Regions from separate parts of the Bos taurus genome. Here region 1 is linked to region 2. A link is a contact called in public Hi-C data. All regions are on one chromosome and are shown on one strand. The core of a region is the stretch at or near the end of the contact, and the rest is flanking DNA. Distances in the headings are between cores, read along the strand shown.

Region 1 (2,822 bases), core at 164-2,663, 150 kb before region 2:
CAACCCCATGGACTGTAGCTTGCCAAGCTCCTCTGTCCATGGGATGTCTCAGGCAAGAATACTGGAGTGGGTTGACATTTCTTTCTTATCCACTCAGGGACAGAACCCACCACTCCTGCACAGACGGATTTTTCACCACTGATCCACCAGGGAATCCCCGCTTCCCGCCTAGCTTGTATGTAATTTGCAGTATTCTTCTACCTTTTTCATAGAACTTAATCATCTCGGTTCCTGAAAGTCCAAACCTGTTTCGTTATTTCACTGTAGGTTCCACTGGTTCTCCTAAAGTTATAGCATTCTGGAGAAGTTCTCTGAGAACTTGCACATATGTTTTTACTTTTCAAATAAGTAGATACTCTGATTGCTCTTAAGCAAGCCAGGCATTCCCCGATCCCCACTGCCACCCCTAGTGCAATTAAAAAAAAAAAAAAAAAAACTGAAGTAATTGCTTAATTTCCCTCTTTCATCTGGCAGATAGATGATTTGCCAAGTCCAGGATAGAACCGGTTTTCTATCTCAAGTAAGTATACGGTGTGTTGGGGGAAATTTTATGAACTCAAATGGGAACGCAAATGCTATACAGTTCAGCACTTGGAGCTAATCATTCACGACAGCAGAGCGATTGAAAACTTGAAAACGTCTACCAGGGGCAGACCCGATAAATTCAGTCTGCCACTCCCGGAGAGCCACTGTCACCAATACACCATTCTCCAGTTGAGGCCGCCTGCAGGACCGTAGTTAAAATCCTCGGGCCTAGCGCCACGCAGGTCTCCCCACGCTGCCCTATTGCTCCCCGCGCCTCACATGGGACCCGACAGCATCGCGGAGCTAGGCCGGCACCGGCCGGAGGAGGGCGCCGTGGTTACGGGGAACGTGGCGCGTGCCTCCTGGCGCTGGCTGAGAAGACCCGAGTATTCGCAAGAGAGACTTTTTTTGGGGCCATCCTATAGTCGGGTGCGCTCCGGGCTTTTGCCTGCTCCAGGTTATCTTGGGTGGGGAGCCCAGTGGGTGACGGAGGAGAACCTTGGCCTCGTGCGGTGCTCCGGGCTGGGCTGCGGTCCGGGAGCCGCGACGCGGTCGGTTTCGTCCGGACTCGAGCTTCCCAGCAGCGCCCTCCCCCGGGGCGGGCCCAGACTTTCAGTGCCGCGACGAGTGGGCGGCAAAAAGCCGGTGGCGGACCTGGCGAGCGGCTGCAAGGAGCGGCGAGACTCGAGCGACCGGCTAGTGCCGGGACGAAGCGGCCGCGGCGATCGGAAGAGAACGGGGCCGGGGCAGGAGGAGGAAATAGAGCCGATGAAGGGGAGCTGCCGCCGAGGAAGGAGGCGGATCCTTTCGGCGGCCGCTGCCGCTGTTCCGGGACGCGGTCCAGGGAGTCTGCCCGCCCGCGAGGTGCTGGCCAGGTAGCTCCCCACCCAGAGGGCGCCCTCCCCGGCCCCTCCCAGGGTGCCCGGCACTGAAGGAGCCGGGACCGCGCTCCCCGGGGGCCAGGGCGCACCGCACCCGGAGAGCGGCGCCCTTGAGCCGCACCGCCTAGCAGGTTCGCGAGCCGACTTGTCCGCCGGCCAAGAAAAGGAAGCGCTGTCCCTTCCCGCTCAGCCGGCCTCCCCACCCCTTGTACTCTACACCCTGCAGCGGGCGAGCGGCGCGGCCACGGAGGCGCCGAGGAGGGGCGAGCCGCCGCCGGGCAGCGGCGTCCCTTCGGGGGAGAGGGCGCCGGAGAGGAGGCGGCGGCGCGGCGCGGAAGGCGCGACGCGGGATGGCAGCTGCTTAGCCAGGCGCGCGCGGAGCAGCCCTGAGCTGTGGCTGGCCAGACGGTGCGGCTGGGCGGGCGACGCCGCCGCGGCAGTCCGGCCGGGAGAGATGAGCGCGGAGGCGGGCGAGGGCATCACTTTCTCCGTGCCACCCTTCGCCGAGGGCGGCAGCTACCGGAGGGGAGGAGCGGCGACGGCGGCCGAGGGCGAGGAGAACCAGCTGCCACCGCCGCCACCGGGCAGCTTCTGGAACGTGGAAAGTGCCGCCGCTCCCGGCGCCGGGTGTCCCAGTGCCACCTCCGGGAGCAGCGCCACCCGGTGCCGGGGCAACTCTGGGGGCGGAGGCGGCCGACGGACCACGGTGGCCTATGTCATCAACGAGGCGAGCCAGGGGCAGCTGGTGGTGGCCGAGAGCGAGGCCCTGCAGTGCCTGCGGGAGGCGTGCGAGACGGTGGGCGCCGCCCTGGAGACCCTGCATTTTGGGAAACTGGACTTTGGGGAAACTGCGGTGCTGGACCGATTTTACAATGCAGGTGCGTGCGATTTAACAATGCAGGACCCCAGCCTCCGCGGTCAGGGGCCACCGCAAAGGGAAAGCTGTTGTTTCCCACCCCACCCCCCCGCCCCCATAGGAAAAATCGATCAGTTTCTGGGCAGCAATTGAGCGTCTTACTTATTTACTTCTTGCCCCACCTTAGGGGCAGCGAACGGCGCTGCGTGACTGCTCGGGTCGCTCGCAGCTCGGGGCAGAGAGTCTGACCGCCCGGCAGCCGGCCCGCGCTGGGAGTCCCGGGGTGCGTGGGGTCCTCTTGAAGAACTTCTGTTCGCCTGCAGTGCGAGTTATTTGTCCCAGTCAGCCCTGCCTTATTCAGTGTTTTGGTTTCTCTTCTGTTAGATTTGGCCCACATTTTCCTTCTATATATACCTGTGCCTGTTTTAGAAGATGTCCTCATTTTTTTCCGTGTACTTTTGAGAGTACAAAAATTCTGACTTCTGCCACGCAGCCAGCTGCACGCAGAGCGGATCTGTGTGAATTTGCATGTTATGTCACGATCTTCCCAGCTCCCTTTC
Region 2 (2,980 bases), core at 402-2,901:
AGTGTATTCATTACCACTGTATTCATTACCACTCTATTGTTTTAAATAGAAGTGATACAATTGGAATGAGGACAAGCAATGACGACTACTTTATTATTTTACTAGTTTTAAGCAACTGTAATAACTATAGTTAAATAACAGATAAGCAACAGGTTTAATAGGTTTTAATGTTAAATAGGAAGTAGATTTTTCTTGGAAGGGTGTCATAAAATGTTTAAATTTTTCCTTCTAAAAATAGTACAACCTAGTGTTGCTTTTTGTTGATTTTATTTACTCCTTTACTTCTTCTCCCAGTATTTTCATTCTAAAATGTGGGGTGAATGGTTATATGAGCTAGTGTATACTTTATATTGCTACTTTCAAAACTTTAAGATCATTATACCAAGTCCCAAGACTTCAGGGACTCTGTGGTCAGGGGCGAATTATTGAAGTCCCAGTCTTTTAATAGTTCTCCCTGGTTGCTGCTTTAAAAAGTTAGTGCTTGAAGAAAGTCTGCATGTGTACATGAAAGAAAAACCTAGATTGTGGAAGAGAGAAGTTATTTGCAAGATATTTAAAATCATTGTTATTTAGAATTTCCATCCTTTGAAATTCGAAGCTAAGCACTCCTGGTCTATCTGGGGCAGGGTCCCGGTGGAGAACTAAGTGTCACCCCACTTCCCTCAGTCCAGTTCCAACCAGTGGCTACTCAGTGGAGACCCAGGACATGTATTAGGGGGATGCATTTACCATAGGTTCTATATTTTGATAATATGATGCTCTCACCCATCAAGCAAGTTTTTGACTACAAAACTCTCAACTAAAAATGGCTTAAATAATAAGGAAACATTGTCTCATATTACAAGAACTTCTGAGGTGGATCATTGGGGGCTACTTTCAGTGGCTTAGCAGTGTCAGATTTCTGGTTGGCTTCTCTATGTGCTCTTGTTTTTTCTCTCATGGTCTTAAATAGCAGCACCGAGCATCACTCCATACAGACAGCATGCAAAGAAGGTCAGGGCCATTCCCTGGGACCAAAAGTTGCATCACGTGTCCATGCCTAAACCAGTCACCAGCAAGGGAGATGGATTTACCATGGCTAATTCAGGGAATCTGTTTCACCATCTCTAAACATTGCCACCTGCGCCTGACCAACAAACACTTTTTCGTAGCAAAGACGGAAGGGAATGGCTGTCGCCTGGGGAAACAATAGTGTCTGCCACAGTGGAATTGCTGCCATGTTAAAAAAAAAAAAAAAATGTTACTCAATCGTGTCCGATCTTGCGACCCCATGGACTACACAGTCCATGGAGTTCTCCAGGCCAGAGCACTAGAGTGAGTAGCCTTACCCTTCTCCAGGGGATCTTCCCAACCCAGGCATCGAGCCCAGGTCTCCCACATTGCAGGCGGATTCTTTACCAGCTGATCCACCAGGGAAGTTGCCATGTTAGCTCAGTATTAAACACTTTGTCTTCAGCCTTGCCCTAGCTGGGGCACAGGATCTGAGGCTAACCATTTCCAAGAAAATGGTGCTTGTGCAGATTAGGTTGAGTGTTGGTTTGGGGCTTTAGGGAATTAATTGTCGCTCCAGCACTGCCTCTGCGCTGCCCTTTTCCCCAGACTCCCAGAGGAGCCAGGAAACGTTTACCTTACATGTTGGCTTTATGGCTCAGCAGCGCCTCTGTGTGGTGAGTTCCCGTAGCAAGGGAGGTGAAGAGAGAGGACTCCTCATCCCACATCACTCCCATCTTGGGCCCTGGGCTTTGCACCACTGTAATGGAACATTCCCTGGCAGCACTCACAGCCTTCCAGGAATCTAACATTCTGGAAATGCTCTACTTTTTTCCTACAAAACTAGCCCAGGAAATCTGGGAAATCTCTCTTTGGCTGCTCCCAGAAGGGGGCTGATGGAGGATAGATTTTACCAGAGTTGCCTGGCCGGTGTTCATCAGTCTCTGTGTTCCATCGCAGGTTGAACTCTGCTCAGCTGGCTCTGCACTGAGCGCCCCTGTCGTGATCTGAGGCTTGGCCTTAGAAAGCAGCTCAGTTGCAGGCTCTGAGGATAAGGCTGCATTGTGTGCAAGGAGTGTGCAGGTAACAGCTGCAGCTCTTGGCTCACATATTTTTAGAAGGTCACCTGAGGCCAACAGGATTTAGAAGCCACTTTCCAAATTACCAGCTGAAGCTACCGGCTGCTATTTTAATTTAAGTCCCTCTGTACTCTGGTTAAGAAAGCTGAGTTCCAGGAGTACCTTTCTGTGGTCTCCTCCCTCTCTGGGCCTCACATACAGCAACATTTGCTCTGTGTTAACTCAGGTCACATCCCCGTTACCTGACAGATGTGCACTGAAAGTAGTTTTTTAGTAAATCAGCTCCGAGTTTGAAAGGATCTGTTTTTAAGATGCATGGTCCTAGCAGAGGACTAGGTGTTGTGGAGATGAATTGTGGCTGTTCGAGTTGCTTTGGCCCAAAGGAAAGTTCTGGACCACCTCAGAGTCTCAGGCTTCATTACTCACTTCACTAGCCCAGCCAAGACCTCAGCCTCTGGCAGTATTTTAAGTGGGTGGGTAAAAGCTTTTTTCTCTGGTTCTTTTACATTTACAGAATTAAACTGCAAGCAGAATTGACTACAATACAATACTTGATCAGTTTAGACACATTTATCAACTGCTTTATTTCCATAAAAATATTTATGTTGTTACTTCTATATTGTTGACAATAATATTTTTATAGGGAATATAAAATATTTTATAGGGAATGCCATCTATCTTGTCACTTATTTAAGTTTGATACATATTAATTTAATACTGATTTTAACTCAGCTTTAGTAATAAACTCAAGAAATAAATTCCCACATTTAATTTTCATCTTGGCCCTGCAGATCATTCATGCTTTTAAAATGGTCATCAAATTTCTTATGTTCAAACCTTATTAGCATATTGAATTTTTCATAAATTAGGTCACACTTTATAGCAACGATGGACACTATATACATGTGTCT

Evidence for each region. A called contact is a pair of places that touch in the nucleus more often than the background predicts.
Region 1: a contact with region 2 is called in a Hi-C map of blastocyst, with 3 times the contacts expected there. The contact joins the promoter of MAP3K5 here to the enhancer-like site in region 2. A contact is called at or near these places in 2 of 11 Hi-C or Micro-C datasets (blastocyst and liver).

What each region holds. Positions count from the first base shown.
Region 1 is chr9:74,769,539-74,772,360 of ARS-UCD2.0, reverse strand. It overlaps MAP3K5 (mitogen-activated protein kinase kinase kinase 5), which reads left to right and starts at 1,413. Exons shown (of 30, transcript NM_001144081.2): 1 at 1,413-2,284. The coding sequence starts at 1,861.
Region 2 is chr9:74,621,127-74,624,106 of ARS-UCD2.0, reverse strand. All of the region lies in intron 11 of MAP3K5 (mitogen-activated protein kinase kinase kinase 5), which reads left to right. Among named protein-coding and RNA genes, the nearest start is that of TRNAG-CCC, 110 kb to the right of the region's middle. Within about 2 kb of position 1,651, at least 23 of the 102 cell types and tissues checked have an H3K27ac peak or open chromatin away from gene starts, as enhancers often do. A contact at or near this core is called in blastocyst and liver, where this site is marked.